Regions from separate parts of the Mus musculus genome. Here region 2 is linked to region 1. Evidence: chromatin contacts called from public HiChIP or PLAC-seq data. All regions are on one chromosome and are shown on one strand. The core of a region is the stretch at or near the end of the contact, and the rest is flanking DNA. Distances in the headings are between cores, read along the strand shown. Region 1 has its middle 21 kb from the start of Gm22150. Region 2 has its middle 130 kb from the start of Gm34482.

Region 1 (6,153 bases), core at 2,130-4,629:
TCTGACCTCTGTGGGCATTGCGTGAATGTGGTGCACAGACATATATGCAGGTAAAATACCTGTACATATAAACTAAAAATAAATAAATCATTTAAAAGTGTTATATTTTTTATTCTTGAGGAGTTTGTACATGTATACAATGAACTATAAGAATATCCATGGCCCACCTTCCTTCTCCACCCCACCCCCATCTTTCTCCCCCATCATCACACTGACTACTTCATGTCTTGTTTTCTCTCTCTCTCTCTCTCTCTCTCTCTCTCTCTCTCTCTCTCTCTCTCTCTCTCTCTCGCTCTCTCTCTCTCTCTCTCTCTCTTCTTTTTTTTTTCTTTTGATGACCCACTAGGTCTCATATTTGCTGTTTGTGTGGGCGTGAGTGCAGGGTGACCACTGGAGAATGGGAAACTTCCCACTGGGGATATCCTCGAAAGAGAATAATTCTCCCTCTATCCAGCAGCAGCTGTCAATCGCCAGTGGCCTCTCAATAAGGGGTAGGAACTAAAAGCATCTTCCCTCATCTATGCCAGAATTTCAGCCGGCCTCGTTTTGTGCGGGCCACCATAGATTCTGTGCAGAGTTCTTGAGCACACTGGCCATGACATGTCCAGATAACAGCATTTTACAGTGCCCCCTCCCTCCTGCTTTTTTTGTTTGTTTGTTTGTTTTGTTTGTTTGTTTTTGGTTTTTTTGGTTTTTCTTTTTTTTTTTAATAAAGATAGATTTATTTATTTATTTATTTATTTATTTATTTATTTATTTATTTATTTATTTATTTATTATATGTAAGTACTGTAGCTGACTTCAGACACACCAGAAGAGGGCATCAGATCTCATTATGGGTGGTTGTGAGCCACCATGTGGTTGCTGGGATTTGAACTTTGGACCTTCGGAAGAGCAGTCGGGTGCTCTTACCCACTGAGCCATCTCACCAGCCCCTTTTTGGTTTTTTGATGCAGAGTTTCTCTGTATAGCCCTGGCTGTCCTGGAACTCACTCTGTAGACCAGGCTAGCCTCGAACTCAGAAATCTGCCTGTCTCTGCCTCCCGAGTGCTGGGATTAAACGCGTGTGCCATCACACCTGGCTTCCCTCCTGCTTTTACATTCTTTCTGCCGCCTCTTAAACAACATTCCCCAAGCCTTGGTGGGGGAGGGGAAGTATTGATAAAGATGTCCCACCAGGTCTGAGTACTCATCTCATATTCTTGCCACCAGTTATGAGTCTCTGTACTGACTGCTATCCACAGTGAAATGAAACTTCTCTGACCAAGGCTGAGAGCAGTCCCATTTAAGCATGAGTATTTACAAGGCAATTTGATAGAATGGCCATTCAGCAAGATAATAATAACAGCTTCTATCCTAGAGCCATGACCTCCCCAGCCATGAGCTTTTGACCAGGATTACAGTAACCAGGCATGAAATTCCCCTTGGAGCAGACCTCACATTCAATCAGAAAATGGTCACCTACCCTGTACCAGCCATACCACCATTGAGCCATTAAGCGCATCTTCCCATACCTGCTGTTTTTAACATGAGATCTGCAGGATCAAACTCAGAGCCTCGTCCTTGAATGACAAGCACTTTACCAACTGAGCTATCTTGACACAGTCACTCTTTAAAACATCAACTTACAGACAAAGAAACTGAGGCACCAAGCAATTATACACCTTGCCAAAGGCATATGGTCAAATTGGCATATGGTCAACCTGGTTCTTGACAAACTCAGGCCTCTGGTTTGTTTGTTTGTTTGTTTGTTTGTTTGTTTGTTTGTTTTGTTGGTGTTGTTTTAAACTAAGTTTGAAAATGAGAGGACAAAAAGAAAATGCTACAATCAGAAAGCACTTTTTTTGTGTTCATGTTGATTGTCTGCCTCATCCAGATACCTGCGCCTGACTTGTGCCTAAGTGTGTATTTTGTTTCTACAAACAGAAATTCCAGGATGAAAAAAATGAATGTCTATGGCATTACTGCCTTGGTGGTAGAGTGTGGGCAAAGGATGTATTTGTTTGGTGAAAATGTGTTGTTTAGCATAAATCTTGCTGCCAGGACCTGACATGTCTGTCTTTCTATTACCTGTAACACAGTCTATGCCAAGCCTGGCCATGGATTCCTGTCTACTCCTTGCTGTCTGGTGAATTGTGAAATTCCTTGGCCTGTGGTGTTAGGGGCTTCTTGGTAGTGGAAAGATTAGGTTTTAACTTGATCAAATGGAAAACTGAGGCCTTTAGACCAGTAGTTCTCAACCTATGGAATGCAAAAAGCACATGTGAGATATCCTACACATCAGATATTTATATTAAAATTCATAACTAGTAGAATTATAGTTATAAAGTAGCAATGAATACTTTTATGACTGGGGAGTCACCACAACATGAGGAAATATATTAAAGGGTCACAGCATTGGGAAGCTTACGAATCCCTGCTTTAGACGATTTGAATCTTTCTACGCATAGACTCCCATCCTGAGCCTTTCTGGCATTTTTATATGGACATCCCTATACTTCTTCCCTCAAGCATTGTTTAATAAGAATGGTGTGCAGCTTGTGTGTGCTCATAAGCGGGTCTCAGGAGAGTTGTAAAGGAGCGCCCTATGTGGGATTCAAGTGGCATCTTGGTCACTAGTGAATAACATTCTTTCAACACAAGCCAGGCAAGGTGTATATCAGCACACACATGGGGAGGAACCAGAAGAACAGAGACCAATGGCTGGGGGTGTAGGTTTGAGGTGTGTACCAAGAAGAGCTAATGAGACAGCTTCAGTAGATGGCTGGGGAAAAGCAGAGAGCTCCTTGTTCCTAGAGGGGTATAGGCAGGAAGAGATGAGAATGGCACAGGAAGTATTCCTTGACCTGGAGAATCTCCAATTCTTACACTCTACCTCATGTCCGAGAATGTCTGCCATAGTAACTTTAAATTCCCAATTCTTGCTTCACCACATTCCAGGAGGAACAAAGTTCATTGCTACAATGCGTGTGTGTGTTTGATTGTTTAATTTGTTTTTTGTTTGGTTGATTGGTTTTGGGTTTTTGTTTTTGTTTTTGTTTTTTTTGTTGTTTTTTTTTTTTTTTTGGTTTCTGTTTGTTTTTCTGGTTTTTGTTTGGTTTTGGTTTTGGTTTCGTTTTGTTGTGCTGTGTTGTGGGTTTTTTTCAGAGAGACCTTCACCTTGTTGTCCAAACTGTTCTCAGACTCTTGGACTTAAGTGTCCTCTCTGCCTCCAGCTCCTCTGTAGCAGAGGCAACAGGCATTTCCATGCAGCTTCTCCTGTGGTTTGGAAGCACTAAGTCTCCGTGACCTTTTCTCACAGTCCAGCTCCCCTGAGAAGTCGGTGCTAACACAGAACTAACCACAAAAGGATGCTGTGACTAACAACACATGTGAGAGCAAACCAGAAAGGACTGAAAGAACCAGGGGAGTTCCAGGGATTGGAAAGGAGTTGACGTTATCTATAACATGTCAAAGTGGCCACCAAGGTGGCTCAGCAGATCACTTGCCACACACTCCTGATAATCTGCATTCAATCCCTGGAAGCCAAGGAAACAGACAGATAAAGTGGCAGGAATCTGTAATTCTTGTATTCCTAAAGTGAGATGCAAGGTGGAGACAGTAGAATCTCCTGGCAGCTTGCAGGTCAGCTACCCTGGAGTACCCAGCTTGACAGAGGAGAGTCACTGCTTCAATAAGGTAGAAGGAGAAAAACTAACTCCTAATGTTGTCTTCTACACACATACCATAGCACATAAGCACAAGTGTATGCATATCTTTATCTATATCTAGATAGATAGACATACCCATGACAGCACCAACATAAATAATAAATAAAATTTAACGACAAGAAATAAATAGTGCCCAGAGAGACAGACTCAGGAATATTGCAAGTCTAGCTTGAGTGAAGGAGACAAAGGAGGAAGTCTGGGCAGAAGCATCCTTATCGAGCCTGCCACGCTGTCTAAAGAGGCTTCGGACAGTTTGGGGAATGTGGTTCCCAAGCTCATATGACTAATCGCAGAGGCTCTGTATGCCCTGGTAACACAACTGCCTTGCTGTAGTCACTGTCCTCAGCCAGTGGAAAGCGAGTCAGGGGAAAGCTTAACTGTGAGAACATGGGTGGGTTTCAGATCAGTCACCTGGTACATACAGTCACTATCCTTGTCGTTGGAGGAAGTCTGTGGCTTGGCCTAATGCCAGTCCTGAGTCCCCTGGATGACTGATCCTGGATGACTGATGATCTTTCTCTCTCTCTCTCTCTCTCTCTCTCTCTCTCTCTCTCTCTCTCTCTCTCTCTCTCTCTCTCTCTCTCTCTCTTTCTCTCTCCCTCCCTCTCTCCCTCTCTCTCTCCCCCCAAGATCTCTAAGGCTACCCTTGAACTCCAGAACTTCCTTCCCGCTCCCAAATGCTGGAACCACAGGTATAGGGTACCTGTGTTTCATGGGTTCATTCCTTTTGGAAGCAAAATACATTTGGCCACACGGGTACCCAGCAATGATTTATAACGTGAATGAATGAAATTACAGTTTCTAGGTGTCCCCTGAACATCTTCACACAAGGAGAGAAAGGTAAACCCCATAACCCTAAAAGCACACACGTGACCCGTTCCCCAGCCCATCCTCTGATTGTGGATTGCTGTCTGCTTCAGGGGGCAAGCATCTTCATAGGCTTGCTCAAGGAGGCTCTTGAGCAAGTCTAGCTCTGTCTAACTAGCTGTCTTCTTTGCTCAAAAACCTGGGGAGGTTTCAGTCTTCTTTGAGCTTGACTATTAAAGGCAAGCTCACATCTTGCCAGTCTTTGGGGTCAACCCAAGCCTCTCAGACTACCTATCTCAGTCACTCTGTCATCTTTTCCCCCAGCTGCCCCACCTTAGGGCAGGGGGCAAGGGAAGCTGATGTTCATCTCATAACAGGAAGTATGCATAAACATAAATTAAGAGTAACATCCATAAAGGACTGGATCACCATAAACAACTCACACCCACACTTGGAGCACAGGGCCAGCACCCCATAGAAAAGTTGATAAACGAAGGTATTATATAGAGTACTTAAGGTGTTATGGTCCTTTTTTTGGCAGGAGAGTTGAAGATGTGATCAGCTAAGTCATATTAGGTAATTCTGAGGTACAGTGGCTCCTCATCCAGTGGTTTGGTTGTTTGGTTTCATGTAGCCCAGGCTAGCTTCAAACTCTTTATGTAGCTAAGGCTCTCCCTGTCTCCACCAACCAAGTGCTGGCATGACAAGGATAAGCCACTGTACCAGCTTGTCCGCTATGGTGGATTTGTGTATTTGTGTGTGTACATGTCTGGGCAGGCGCACTCATTCATGCAATCATGTGTGGAGACCAGAAGTCAATATTACATGTCTCCCTTAATTACTCGCCACCTTTTTGTTGTTGTTTTGTTTTGTTTTTACTGTGGATATAGAGTCTCTCATTGAACCTGGTTTGGGTTGGACTGGCTGGCCAACAAACCCTCAAAATTCTTCGTTTTCCATCCCCCAATGTTGGTGTTATGGACACATGCCACTGTAACCAGCTTTTATGTGAGTGTTGAAAATCCAAACCATAGTCCTTATGCCTGCACTGTATCGTACCTTACCCACTGATCTGTCTCCCTAGCCCCTTGACTAGTGTGGGTACAGATAGTGTCCTACAAAGATGAAAAGTGTCTTCTAGGAGCCAAAGAAGACCAAAGAATCGGGGGAGGAGTATGCAACCGGCTTCTCATGCTTTTAGTGGGAACCAACTCTCTTGGCACCTTAACCAAACCTCCAGCCTCCAGACCCATGCATCCCTTCTGTTTAAGGCACCCTGTAAATATTTGTCATATCAGCCCCGGAGAACTAACACAGGGAGGAAAAAACCAAGCCAACGTGATAATCGCCTTCAATATTTACTTACCAAAGAACCCTATATGATTACCTTGAAGCAATTAATATCGCTAAGAGGGAAAGAAAAAAAAACAGCTGCTTATCAGAAGACCCATTCTGATGGGGCAATACACAAATGTTTTCAAACAGCTGGTACCTTGTGAGAAGAGGCCCCTGTCAACAGGATATTCCTGTTGGCATGGGACTCCTTATTTGCCTAAAACAACAGAGCCCCATTTCTGCAACAGTCAACCTATACAAACAAGGAAATCTGGAGAAATCAGAAAACGCAGACATCATA
Region 2 (6,153 bases), core at 1,238-3,737, 330 kb before region 1:
TAACAAAATAAACACCAGTAACTAGTATATGAAGGAACGCAGCATTCGTGGATGCTAAGGCTTTTTGGTGATGCATGAGACTACCTGTGAGTTACATATGCATCTGAAAGTCCCCACTACCCACACACCTCACTATAAATAAACTCACTGATATCTCTGGAGCAGCAGCAGTGTCAACAGTGGAGAGAGTGAGTTCCAGAGGCCAGGAGGAAACCTCACTGATGGCAAACCAGCAGCAACCCTATCTGAAGGAGCCAGTTTTTTGCCTCAACCAGTAAGAAACATGTTTTCTGCAGAGATCTCAAGCCACCCCTTCAGGACCCAGAGTGCCAGCACCACCAAAAGGACTGATTTCTAGACCCAGAACTATTTTATAAATACTTTCTTTTTGTGCACAGATTAATCTCTTTTTCTTTTCAAACATTCATTGACTATTGATAATTTCATTGCATTGTCTCTTTTCCCTGGAGAGTCCAGTCTTTGATCATGTTAATGAGGGCTATCAACTCGTGACTATGAAGTCTCCTTTTAGATGTTCACATATCTTTCCCTAGTTCTCTGTGTAGAATAGCATAGCACTACACTTTCCTGGGGAATTGTTTCTGTCCAGCTCCCGGGGAGACATTTCGGTAGGATGCTGGCTCCCAGTTTGGTCATGAGACTGACACTCCCAGTGGGATCTCCTTAGAGTAAGACTAGTATCTTTCCAATGAGTCTTAGCCTTCCACAAGCCAAGAGGAGGATGGGACAATGATGGAAAGAATATTATGCAGCAAACTGCCTCAATACCATCAGCACCCTCCCCAACCTGATAAGTGAGTCTTCTTAGATAATATTTCATCAATGAAAAGAAAGTTTTATTCAGCTGAGATACATCATTTCCAGAACTAGGGGTAGGGAAGCAGGTTGGCCTTCTAGATCAGAGCAGGAGTATAAGTCAGCCTGAGAAGATGAGTCACAGTGAATTGAACTTGGGATTCTTCCACCAAGTTCTGGCTCTCATTAGGATTCTTTCTTGAGCCTGATAAAGGTTGAGTCTTTCACTGAGAGTCAAGTGTCTCCAGCTGTCTGGAAAACACTGCGAGATCAAGGACCCAGGCAGTCCTTGACATCTAATGGGTACCACTTTGAGGCAAGTCCACTCCAAAGTTCTGTGGGTCCTTTAACCTTTTAAGTCCGTTGGTGGGAGGGGCCTTCCTAACCTCTCTCCTTTTATCTATTCTCTGTCTCCCCTTTCTCCTTTGCTTCCTTGACCATACAATGGTGGGTTATACCAAACCCACAAATTCCAAGCTATATGTAGCACCGAGTGGCTGTTTGTCCCTAAAATACCACGTCGCTGACTACAGCAAACACTAATTACAAGCTTTATCTAATCACTGTTGTGTGACCGGTCATTTTTGGTTTCCAAAAATGACAATGAGTGGCATGCTTCTGCAGCTGGTGGGGTTTCAGATCTCAAGTGCACACAGATGTGCATGGAATTGAGCACCCCAAGTGACCAACTCAGAAAGGGAAATGGGACAAAGAAGAGAGGAAGCACAGAGAGGCAGGTTTTGCTGCTAAAGACCTCACGAACAGTTCAGGCTTGCCATGTTGTACTAACCCCACCCAGAAAATGCAAGTCAGCATTCTTCTCCCTGATATGCACTCTGCTAATGCAATTGGTGACACCAGAGATGCCACTGAATGACCATACCACAGACTGGAGGAAATAAAGTTTGTCTCTAATTTGTTGACTAGTTTGGGGTTTACAATCAGTTGTTTCTTCCTCAGTGATCCCTTCTTTCTTCCCAAAAAAGTAGAATGTAACAGTATCAAAGAAGCAATGCTGAGCATGAGGTCTGGTACCTTTGTGAGCTTATGACCATGACCTTGAGTAGGCTGGCCTACTCATTATTCTGCATGATCTTGCAAATAAGGTGGTGGCTAATAATACGCATTTGCCCTGGCCAATGAGACACGAGAATGAAGGTGGACAGGCAAAGGTTCTTGTAACCATTCAGCTGGTGTAGCCTCATCAGAACTAGCTTGAGAGCTCCTCACTCATGTTCACTGCCATGAATGTAGGCTGTCAGTTGCTCGGGAACAGGCAGAAAAAGGCCTCATGATGACCTTGGCCTGGGATCAGAGTGTCAAACACTGCCGCTCAAAATAAACCAGTATTCCACAGAGGTTCCAGAGCACATGTGCACACTTGGAAGGCAACTCCTCTCCATGTTTTAAATAGCCCAGAGATGGGCTTGAAGAAGATGCTGTGTCAAAACATAGAAGCACTTAGGAAAACAAGACCCTTTCAAACCCTACATTCCTCTCCACCATGATTCTCTTCTCACAGCAGTCCGTTGTATAGAGTAGTTGAGCTCTTGCTGTTGGCTGTGCTGTGGCAAGGGCCTGGCTTGCCAGGGCCAGCAGAGGGGAGGAGAGGCATAGAGGATCCTCGGGTGGCTGAGTGTGTAGCAACGGTGAGCCAGAGCGCAGACTGACTTTCACTTCCTTAAGCTATAAATAAAGCAGTGTTGTCCCCTTTAGCTTAATCTCGTCTTTGTACCCTCCTCTGAGTGAGTCCTTTAAGAAAAAAATGGAGTGAGAACATCAACTCTAACTCATTCCCCACCACCATCCTGAAAAGAGATGTTGATGGGCTCAGCTTGTTCCCTTCCAACTCTGCAGTTCTGCTCCGTCGAGGTCCATTCTTCCTGGCAAGTGGGTTGGAATAAGGACAGACACAGAGGAGCATTTTTGTCCTTACCTGCCATCCTATTTGAGACAAGTTCTCCTTCTGCACATGTCCATTGGAGTAAGAGTTAACCATGCATCCACGTGGCTTATCCTGTACCACACTGAGAAAGGGATATGAGCTCTGAGGCAGTACACAGGGCTGGGGAGGTAAGGGCAAAGTGCTTGCCTTGTAAGTATGAGGATCTGAAGCCACATACAGAAGTCAAGCATAATGGCATGTGGTTATAACCCTGGTGCAAGGGTGGTAGATACAGAAAGGGATTCATTGTCCAGCCAGCCTAGGCTATTCAGTGAACTCCAGGCACCAGGAAACTATCTCAACAGCCAAGGTAGACAGCTCCTGGGGAATGACATATGATACAGTCCTCTTACATACATGCATGCTTGTGTGCACGCATGTGTGGATGTACACACACACACACACACACACACACACACACACACACACACACATTCACACACCTAAACTCAGATCCTACCATAAGATATTTACACTTAAGAATTTCACATTCCACCTTCATTTCATCCTTAGGGCGATCCTATGATGTCAGTGTTTTTAGTTTCATTTTAGCCACAGTGAAACTCAGATTTAGAGATAATGTCATTCACCTGAGGCATTTCTTTGTTTCCCCCAACGGCTAGGAAACTCAAGGTCAAATGTGGCCAGAAAGAACTACTCAAACGGTTTATATTTGTTTTGCTGTCATTCTTGAGTCTGTTTTCCCTGCCCCTACTATCTTCATAATTTCTACTTTTATTTCCTATAGTTATAAAGAAACTTTAGAGCCTCTTTGGAAGAGTGAGATATCAACGTATTAGTGAGTGATAACTGGCCAGTAGCAGTCAAGATGAGAACTCAGACTATAGATGCCTCAGCCAGCTGTCGTTCCTAATGTTCTCTTGCTTACAAGTAGCCTGATGGCTTGGGAAACAGACATGTTCTATGGTGACCAAGAGACCAAAGGGAACTGAACATCTCCACAGCTGCTTGGATTCTGGCTGGGACCTGGATGGACATCAGGAAGCAAAGAAAACCTGTAGCCCTTCAGTTTATCCTGCTGGTGAGAAGTCAAGAGACCCAAGGATGGAATCTTCAAAAGAACAAAGAAAGAGAAGCTGCTGACATGGGATAATATGTCTCTCTAGGATCACTTTGGGAACAGACAAGGACTTTAAGAAAAGAAGAAAAAGCTGGGCAGTGGTGGCACATGCCTTTCATCCCAGCACTTGGGAGACAGAGGCAGGTGGATTTCTGAGTTTGAGGCCAGCCTGGTCTACAGAGTGAGTTCCAGGAAAGCCAGGGCTGTACAGAGAACCCTGTTTCAAAAAAACCAAAAGAAAAAAAAAGAAAAAAGAAAAACAAAAGAAAGAAAGGAAGAAAAAGAAAAAGGAGGGGATTAAAAAAACCAAACCAAGCTATGCCTACATAAAAATCCATAAGAACCGGCAAAAGAAAGAAAGAAAGAAAGAAAGAAAGAAAGAAAGAAAGAAAGAAAGAAAGAAAGAAAGAAAGAAAGGAAGGAAGGAAGGAAGGAAGGAAGGAAGGAAGGAAGGAAGGAAGGAAGACCAAGATTTCAGAACAAGGATAAAAGTACGCTGAAAAGAGAAGATTCCATAGCATCTTGGTTCACTGGAAGCAGCTGAGCAGCTATACAAGTGTAATGAAGCAAATACAGTGCACATAGTACATTAAGGCTTTGGAATAAGTTTAAGGTCAGATGAAGCTATAAGCTACAAATGGAGGAAAGCAACAACAGTATCACGAATAAGGGCTTAAACTGAGGGAGGCAAGTGCTGTGGGTTTCACATTTGGTTCAATTAAGGTACCCTCTGAGGATGGCCTTACTGTGCCTGTGTGGCTAAAAAGAAGACCAGGTCAGTGTGCTTCAATAATTTGGAGAAGCAAACAGGAGGCAGGATGGTATTTATATCCAATGACAATTTAATTATAAACCCAGCCCTTTCTACCCAGCTACCATTTCCCACCCAATAAAGGATATACATTTAAATGAACCCTATCCACGTAGCAAGTTGGAAACTCTATTTAGAACCAGAGAGAGTAATCCAGAGCTCAAAGGAAAAGGGAGTTCATGAGATCACATAAGAATAAAATAAGCAATGATGGAAGAGTCAGATGCCCTGGGAATTAAATCACATGATTAAGATAATGGTAATGATAACCATAACAGTGAGAGTGAAAAGTTGCAATACTCCAAGAGAACAGAAAATTAATCTGTACAAGAGAGAGGAGTACATGAGGTAATTTAGTATATTATCAAAAAAGCATCACGGGGCTGGAGACAAGCTGAGCAATTAAGAGCACTGCTGCTCAGACAGATGACCCAGGGTTGATTTCCAGCACTTACCTACCTGTAAGCTCACAACTGCACATAACTCCAGTTCTAGAGGATCAGAGGCCCTCTTCTGTCTCTGAAGGCACTGGACAAGCAGGTGGCACACAGACATTCATGCTGACAAGCACTCATTTGTAAAGTAAGAGCAAATAAATCATTAAAATTTTCTTTAAAATTAAAATAACCAATTACCTTAAAGAAAGGAAGCATCAAAAGGCACTAGAAGAACACTTAGTGCTTATTTAATTGGCTGTTTTATGCAGTTGGATCACAATTTACAGATAAGTTCCTTTGCATTGCCCTTAAATGGTAGGCAAAAGAAAACTCCAAATAAACAAAAGTGTAAAACTGCGCAAATGCATAGCAGAAATGGCATAATTAAAATACAGTACGGGGTAATACTTACGGAGAGGTAGTTCTTGGTAAGTAACAAATAAATAATGTACTCCTCCAAGCTTCAAAACCAAAGGTAAAATTCACCAACAATTTCTCTGCAGGAAATATAACTCTCTTCCAAAAAGAAAAAGAAATTAAAGTCACTAAGGTAAACAAAAGATATTTCCCCAAATATGGCACAGGTGGTATTACTTAATAACCATCCAGCACAAGAAAACCTACTGAATAAAGGGGGAAAGTTAATTAGCACAAGGCCAATTCTACCAAGAAAATAAACACATTCCAAGCTCAAGAAATAAAATACACACAGTCTAGTGACAATAAACTTTGGTTATGCTCTTGTAGGAAATAGGATTATTCACTATGGGATGAACAAGGCTAGAGAGCTAAGTACAACATGAAGACCACAGGTGAGCACAGGATTCCTGCTAAGTGAGCAGACACTCGTAACACACAAACACAGACATAAATGCACACACACACACACACACACACACACTCACACACACACACTCATATACTCACAAAAGGAGGTAACAGAGTGAAGTAATAGTTTTGTGTATTTCTCTTATTAAATCAGTAATGTTTTGATGTTTATACATATCCCACAGCATCAAATCATAATATAAAATATGTACATATATATCCATATTTTATTTAT

What was found. HiChIP or PLAC-seq counts read pairs in DNA pulled down with a chosen protein or histone mark.
Region 2: an SMC1A HiChIP or PLAC-seq map of large pre-B cells shows a contact between it and region 1, with 3 times the contacts expected there. The contact joins two enhancer-like sites. A contact is called at or near these places in 1 of 15 datasets of contacts at CTCF or cohesin (large pre-B cells) and 2 of 115 datasets of contacts at active chromatin or transcription factors (bone marrow-derived dendritic cells and embryonic stem cells).

Annotation. Positions count from the first base shown.
Region 1 is chr4:55,486,692-55,492,844 of GRCm38.p6, reverse strand. No RefSeq gene overlaps it. Among named protein-coding and RNA genes, the nearest start is that of Gm22150, 21 kb to the right of the region's middle. Within about 2 kb of position 3,379, at least 60 of the 459 cell types and tissues checked have an H3K27ac peak or open chromatin away from gene starts, as enhancers often do.
Region 2 is chr4:55,820,540-55,826,692 of GRCm38.p6, reverse strand. No RefSeq gene overlaps it. Among named protein-coding and RNA genes, the nearest start is that of Gm34482, 130 kb to the left of the region's middle. Within about 2 kb of position 2,487, at least 34 of the 459 cell types and tissues checked have an H3K27ac peak or open chromatin away from gene starts, as enhancers often do.